Linked DNA regions of Macaca mulatta: region 1 is linked to region 2. A link is a contact called in public Hi-C data. All regions are on one chromosome and are shown on one strand. The core of a region is the stretch at or near the end of the contact, and the rest is flanking DNA. Distances in the headings are between cores, read along the strand shown.

Region 1 (4,247 bases), core at 836-3,335, 69 kb after region 2:
GAACATGGGAGGCAGAGGTTGCAGTAAGCCAAGATCGCGCCATTGCATTCCAGCCTGGGCAACAAGAGCGAAATCCTGTCTAAAACAAAAACAAAAACAAAAACAGAACAGAAGTTATTTGAAAAGCTGAATTTAGATCAAGACACTGTGTGTGTATATATTCTTGCATGTGCATATATGAACACACATGTTTGTGTATGATGTTGGCCAAGACATGTAACCTGTATGCCTCCGTTTCTGGATCAGCAAAATTGGAATAATACCTCTGCCTTGTTGAATTGCAAAAAAGAGGAAAAAAACAGAAGTTAGAGTTTAGATTTGAACTTTTCATCCCTTCTCGTTCACCTTGGAAAAAAATCCCCCAAGTTAAACAAGTTTCAAATAAATCTGGACATAGACTAAGGCTCAGAACTACACGGACATGTTAAGTGTCAAATGCTTGGAGCCAAACTGGTCCTGGCCTAGGAAAGTCTGAGAATAACAGGCCTATACTGATGCTGTCCTGTTACAAGTTTCAACTTGCATTTATGAGAAAGCAAAAAGAGTTGATGTGTTTTCAGGTTTATTGAAGAAGAAATTGGCATAGAGAGATTAAGTCTAATATGAGGTCTCATGAGCACAAAGGGTCAGAACCTGGGAGAAGACCCAGGTCTCATGTCATCTCCTCTCGGGTAACATGCACAGGGCTTTCAAAAGTCACAAGTCTCAATAAATAGGAATGCTTTTACACTGTTGATGGGAATGCAAATTAGTTCCACCATTGTGGAAGACAGTGTGGTGATTTCTCAAGGATCTAGAACCAGAAATACCATTTGACCCAGCAATCCCATTACCAGATATATATCCAAAAAAATATAAATCATTCTACTATAAAGACACATGCACATATGCTTACTGCAGCACTATTTATAATAGCAAAGACATGGAACCAACCCAAATGCCCATCAATGATAGACAGGATAAAGAAAATGTGGTAGACATACACCATGGAATACTATGCAGCCATAAAAAGGAATGAGATCTTGTCCTTTGCAGGGACATGATGAAGCTGGAAGCCATCATTCTCAGCATACTAACACAGGAACAGAAATCCAAACACCACATGTTCTCACTCTTAAGTGGGAGTTGAATAATGAGAACACATGGACACAGGGAGGGGAACGACACACACCAGGGCCTGCTGGTGGGAAGGGAATCTAAAGGATGGATCAATAGGTGCAGCAAACCACCATGGCACACGTATACCTATGTAACAAACATGCACGTTCTGCACATGGATCCCAGAACTTAAAGAAAAAAAAAGGAAAGTCACGAGTCTCTCAAAATTGTAGTTTCCTCAACCCTACATCTCCCACTCATCCCCATACCTTCTCCTATTTTCCACATCAAAGATAACACAAGCGTCTTCTTTTAACACATTTTGGAGTCGCCCACCAACACCAATTCCCACAAAAAGTAAGCCAAGTGTAGTTTTATGAAAATCTGTTTGGTCCTCCTTTTCTTTTCTTCTCTTTTCTATTTATTTATTTATTTATTTATTTATTTATTTATTTATTTTTGCGACAGAGTCTTACTCTGTCGCCCAGGCTGGAGTGCAGTGGTGCCATCTCGGCTCACTGCAACCTCTGCCTCCCGAGTTCAAGCAATTCTCCTTCCTCAGCCTCCTGCGTAGCTGGGATTACAGGCGCCCGCCAACATGCCCTGCTAATTTTTTATATTTTTAATAGAGAGGGTGTCTCACCATGTTGGCCAGGCTGGTCTCGAACTCCTGACCTCAAGTGATACGCCCGCCTTGGCCTCCCAAAGTGCTGAGGTTACAGGCGTGCGCCATCTGGTGTCTGAAGTTCAGTCCTGATTGAAGACCCTGAGTGCAGGACCATTTGTGTCTCCATGGCTGCTGCAGGCCACACTATGGAAAACAAAACTCAACGCTTTTACAACCAGAACCCTGGAGCTGAAAAGACCAACCCTCCCTCTCTGAGTTTGAACTAAATAGTCTGTCTCTGTAGCATAGTAAACAAAGCAGAGAAGCTCATTAGCAACAGGATCTGTGGTGGTTGATGACTATGTGCACAGCTGATGGGCAAGTCCCGGCCATCTTTCAGGATTAATTTATGCTGGCCGCCTTGGCTTCCTCATCTTGTACATATTTGGTTTAGAGAATGCGAGGAATTTGCTAGCTGAGCAAGTTTATTCATCCTGCTTTCTAACTAGGCTCTTTCCCACTGAGATATGTTTCTAAAATTTCCCTCAGCAGGCTTCGTTGCAAAAGCAGTGCAGGCTTCAACGGGACAGTTTAAATCTAAAACAAATCCTCCCTAAAAATGCACTGTTCTCTGTCAGGACAGAATCTGACTTAGTCTTTGAAACAGAAGTGCCTGAACTTATTACCGAAACTTCTAGTAAAGGCTGGAAGGACATCATCCCTCTATGTGCAGACAATACATTGAAAGAGGCCAGTGGGACAAAGGTTATTTGCTAAGCACTCACTACGTGCAACATGAGATGTCATTCCATTTTACTAATGTAAGAACAGACTGTTGCAGAAGTTAAATGACTCGGACAAGTTCAATTACTAAGTGGGTGGAGGAGGAATTTAAAACCAAGTCTCATGATACAAGGCCGATTGCACTATGTGTGTGTAACCCCAAGTTGACCAACTGTATAACTAAGTGTCACTAAGAAAGCGTAGACTATTAAATTAGATACTAAGATGTCAAGGCTTGCATCTGTAATCCCAGCTATTCGAGAGGATGAGGCAGGAGGATTGCTTGAGGCTAGGAGACCGCGACTTGCCTGGGTAACACAGTGTGACTCTCTAAATAATAAACAAGATACACTAGATAAAATAAATCAGATAAATCCATTATGCATTGAGTTGGAATTTAAGAAAAATACATAAATCAAAGTCTAGATTAATGACTTACAAAAATCATAAACTAAAGTGATTTTCTAATTTGCAAACAACCTTGAAACCTATCTTAATAATTCTTTGGAAAGTTAAATTGGCTAGTGATGACATGAAGCAACCTTAATTTTTCTCATATTTAATTTTCTGGTGTGCATTTCTTTGGAAAAAAATTAACATTAAATATGTCACATGGAAATGAATCCAAAAGTAACAGTTAATTTCAGTTCATAGGTAATGTCCAAAGCAAAAGCAAGGAGAAAAATAAAATAGAACCACTGCACCATCTAGTGACGGAACTCTTGCTTTACAAGAAAACCACCTGATGCAATTACATTTTGCAAATCAGTCCCCAGCACTTTCTGAGCCTGAAGAATATTCATAAAATTGTCCAAAAGAAGAATGCATAGTGACAATCAATCATGGAAAATGAAGAGCAGACAGGATAGATTCTTCTCCTAAGTTTCCATTTGGAAGCTAGAGGCAAACCCAAGTTTTACTCCTCAAGGAGTAAGTAGGTGCCATGGGTCCTGTTTACTTTCCCCTCTGCACCCAGAAGTTTTATGCACTATTTTATGAGCTAATAAGGGTTCGAAGCCAGGCATGGTGGCACACACCTGTAATCCCAGCTACTCAGCAGGCTAAGGGGAAGGACTGCTTAAGTCCAGGAGTTTGAGACCAACCTTGGCAAAATAGTGAGCAATCCACTCTCAAAAACAAAATAATAAGGGTTCAACTGCAAAACATAGATGGTGTAAGGACCTATTCAGTAAATCTGAAATGTTTCTCCACAAGCCTGACTAGGACTCATTCATAATGGTAAACACAAGGCTCAGTTTAAGACTCAGGCATCTTCCTTCTAATTACCTTTCCCTGTAGTTTTGTCCAATGTAGGTGGTGATAAATCTGAAATGTACTAGCCAAGCTTAGCGGTGCACACCTGTAGTCCCAGCTACTGGAGAAGCTGAGGAGGAAGGATCACTTGAGCTCAGGAGGTCAAGGCTGTAGTGAGCTACATCACTGCACTCCAGGCTGGGCAACAGAGTCAGACCTCATCAATCACTCATTAAATCTGAAATAAGTAAATGTGAAATTTAATGTCTTATTTGAATGCTCAGCAAATAACAAAATGCCCAAAGAAAACTGACTTATGTTTTAAAATTACAAAAATATTACTTCAAGAGCCAAAGATACTAGAACCAAAATAGAAAACTTTTTTTGGATGTCAAGATTCATATTTTGTCCAAGATGTTAATATTCATGGCCAGGGAGAAAATATATTGAATAATTTCATGATTATTATGAATTTTAAAAATTACCAAGGAAGAAGAAAATACAT
Region 2 (3,885 bases), core at 430-2,929:
CCTAATTACTTCCTCCTCATCTTTCAAATCTCAGCTCCAGAGTCCCTCTTTAGGGAACCCTGCCTGTTCCCACCACTCCACGAATCTAGGTCAACTTCATTGGCTCCACAACATCCAGGGACAGCGATCTTTGCCTTTAAAGCACCTCCCGCAGCTTGTTACTGCACATTCACGCGGGTGGCTTGACGAGTATCTGCTTCTTCCTTTAGACTAGAAGCCACCCTAAAGCTGGAACGTAGTTTTAGCCACCACTCTTCCCCTGGCTTCTAAATACGATGCCTGACACAAGTGAACACTCAATAAATATTCATCAAATGAATGGATGAATTAATAAATAAATGAAGGCACACCTCTTTTATTTAAAAAAAAAACGCTTCTGAAGAACTGAAAGTTGGTAATAAATTGGCCAATGTTTTTCTGGATCTTTAGCGTGGCAGCACTTTCTTCTGGAGACCATGAGTGGGGAGCAGAAAGACATCATCCCCAGCAGCGTCCACATCTGAAAGCAGGCGGGGCCCCGCTGCAACAATTCCTTCTCAGTTAGGTTGCTTTAGGATACCCTCTTTTCTAAACAGAACAAAATTTTAACCAGACCATAAAAGCTGGTTTGGGATCTGAAAGAATAAGACTGTGCGGCAAATGATTAAAAGGAAAAATCCAACCATGCCGCCCCGCTCTGCCTTTTGTTTGGGCATCCTGTGTCCTACAAGGCCTAGAAGGGGGCTGACGGAACCGTTTGTGGGCTGAGAGACTGGATTTTAATTGTCCTGCAAAACTCCAATAAAGCTTTGTGTCAAGACTTGAATTTCAGCCACGTTTCCCTTTTAACAAACTTCAAGGAAATAACTCACCCTGAACTGCCACAGTGTACTGCCAAAGCGCTGGCAAATAAGCAAGGCACATGCTTCCTGAATTTGGGTGAATGAGTCTTTTTCTTTTTCTTTTTCTTTTTCTTTTTCTTTTTTTTTTTTTGCTTTTAACTAGGAGAATGCTGACCAGGCTTTCCTTTAGCAATTTTTCTAATGAAAACATTTGGTGCCACCTGCTGGCCAAATTTACACTGACTCTTCAGCCTTCACAGAGTATAAATGTCTCCCAGTTGAACTGGATATTAAAAACCCGGGTGCTATTCGGGAGGCTGAGGCAGGAGAATGGCGTGAACCCGGGAGGCGGAGCTTGCAGTGAGCCGAGATGGCGCCACTGCACTCCAGCCCGGGCAACAGAGCGAGACTCCCTCTCCAAAAAAAAAAAAAAAAAAAAAAAAAAAAAAAATACCCTGGTGCAACCAATTTGGTAAATTTTTTAGAATATAGAGAATTTAAATTTCTCCTTATTGAAGAAAAAAATCCCCATCTGTGTTCCACCACTTCTCTTGGGGACAATTTGTTTTCCTGAACAGGTGGCTTCCTTTAAGTGAACATTTTCTCTAAGGTAATATGCTTCATGTGGAGTTCACTTTTGAGCTAAACGAAGGGCAAGAACTGTAAATAATTACTGTGGCATGAGAGAAGGAGAAAGAATTGCCCAGAAATCCTTTAGGCCCCTTCAGTGTCTAATGTCCTAGGATTCCAAAAAGGTTTGAGAATGTTTCTCATACTCATATTTGGCCCAAGCACACGGATCCAGTCGGCCAACTTTCACTTTGAGAAAAGCTTCAAATTCCACATTCTTGGATAAAACATAAATAGAGCCAGTTACTCCCTCTCAGGCTTTTATGAACTGGAATCATATTTCTCAACCTACCATTCCTGAGTGTGAGAAAAACCAGAGGAATGATATGTAATTTCTTAACAAGTTGTGCTAGGATACCAATTTTAACTGGCCAATAGAACCAACGCAGATTATGTTTTAGAGAAATATAATACCTTATAAATCAGCTGTGTGTAAACACCTTCACAAAAACAAGCGATGTGTTATGAGTACAAAGGAGAAAAAAAATAATTCTCCTGGAAATGTTTGGGTCTATTAGCAGAGACAAGCACTGCTTGCCTCGCGCTTCATCCTCCAAAGGGCAGTTCGTATTAAAGGTAGTAGTGGGCTGGCTCCCTTTATGCTGAACATAGGAAATACAGAAAAACATCTACGAGACTGAGCAAAGTGGTAGCATTTCATGCACTGGCTGGCTCGGCACCAAAATTCAAATCAATGCTCCAGAGAGAAGAGCCCCCTGAAACAGCCCAGCAAGAGCTTGAACGGTTCAATGATCATTTAATTTAAGCCCCTCTTTTCACAGACAAATGAACACAGGCCCCCAAGAGTTTAGGTGATGTTCCCATGGGCCCTCATCAGATTAGAGCAGAGCCCAGGGGGAGAGAGAGATGAGGTCCTCTGTTCTCTACTTCTGCCTCCACACTGTGCTTGTTCTGACCAATGTCCTCCCACCGGCGATGCAGAACTTCAAAGGGATGGAAGAGATGGCAAAACCACCAGTGAATCTGTGTAATACACATAACTGATGACTTCCTCCTTTAAAAACTTTTTTGACGTAGGGTCTTGCTCTGTTACACAGGCTGGAGTGCAGTGGCACAATCATAACTCGAAATCCTGGGCTCAAGTAAGCCTTTTGCCTCAGCCTCCTGAGTAGCTGGGACTACAAAGAGCACACCTCCATGCCTGGCTAATTTTTTAGAACTTTTCTTTAGAGACAGTAGTCTCGCTATGTTCCCCAGGCTGGTCTTGAACCCCTGGCCTCAGGAGATCCTCCCACCTTGGCCTCCCAAAGTGGTGACTTCAGGTGTGAGCCACTGTGCCCAGCAGTTTCCTCCTTTACAGAAATCAATTAATGCAAAATAAAGGAGGAAGGGAGAAAATGATAGCTAAGCAGAGAACATGCAACAAAATCAATGCTAATATCCCTGTGGTTGAGCGTCTACTACGTGGCAGGTGCGTCACATGCATTATCTGGAAAGAATGAACATTCTCCAATACAGCAGGTTTCCATCCATTCCACAGGCGAGGCGCCTCATGCTCATATGGGTAAATTGCCCACCACCGTGTGGTAATGAAAGGGCAGAGCAGAACACACACATGAAATCAGGACACCCTGACTCCAAATCCTATCATTGTTTCATGCCTCCAGCTGCAGACAATTCTTAATGTGAGCCCTGGATAGGAAAAGGAACAAGTCATGGAAGGTCCACTTAAGTAAGTTCTGCTTCAAGCAGCTAAGGAGGCGCTGTCTTTAACAAGCCAAATTAAGACGGGCAAAGTCACCCCAGTAGCTGTTGAGTTCAGCATTTGCTTTTAAAATGAGAATGATTGTCTCAGGGTGAAGACTCCGGTTCAAGCGTGAGTCATGCATCCCAGCAGGCCTGGTTTGTTTTTAGTGAAGTGTGGCGGGGGAAGGAGGGATTGTCTTCACCATCAAAGCTTGTCATGGAGGATGTACACACACACACACACACACACACACACACACACACACACGTCTGCCCGTTACAGCTGCTCCAGGCATCTCTCGCCTGACAGAATAGGGTCTGTTTCCGACCCCGACACATCCTTAAAGAATGTGATCTTTGCAGCGATCACCAGCAGGAAATGACCTTGAGGAAAGCCACTTGATGTCATTCCTTGAATGTTCTGCTGTCAGCTCCCAAAACTGTTAGGAATGAGGTCGTAAGTGTCTCCTTCAGCTGCATAAACAGAGGCCACCAAAGGTCTCCAGGAAAGAAAAAAGCTGGTAATCACAGCAATTCACGTGTGGACCAAATATGGCAGCACCGGTGGGAGGCAGAGTCATGTTGTGACTCACACAAACCCAAGATGGAATCCCTCAGCTGCCGTTTTCCAGGGGTATGACATCAAACTGCATAAATGCCTCAGTTTCCCCATCTGCTTGATGGGCATCAGAGCATCACCATGAGGGCTGAGTCGAGTACTTATGGA

What was found. A called contact is a pair of places that touch in the nucleus more often than the background predicts.
Region 1: a Hi-C map of fibroblasts shows a contact between it and region 2, with 3 times the contacts expected there. The contact joins two enhancer-like sites. A contact is called at or near these places in 3 of 14 Hi-C or Micro-C datasets (fetal cortex germinal zone, fibroblasts and liver).

What each region holds. Positions count from the first base shown.
Region 1 is chr4:171,538,871-171,543,117 of T2T-MMU8v2.0, forward strand. No RefSeq gene overlaps it. Among named protein-coding and RNA genes, the nearest start is that of TMEM170B, 46 kb to the right of the region's middle. Within about 2 kb of position 2,086, at least 6 of the 40 cell types and tissues checked have an H3K27ac peak or open chromatin away from gene starts, as enhancers often do.
Region 2 is chr4:171,470,567-171,474,451 of T2T-MMU8v2.0, forward strand. No RefSeq gene overlaps it. Among named protein-coding and RNA genes, the nearest start is that of TMEM170B, 110 kb to the right of the region's middle. Within about 2 kb of position 1,680, at least 3 of the 40 cell types and tissues checked have an H3K27ac peak or open chromatin away from gene starts, as enhancers often do.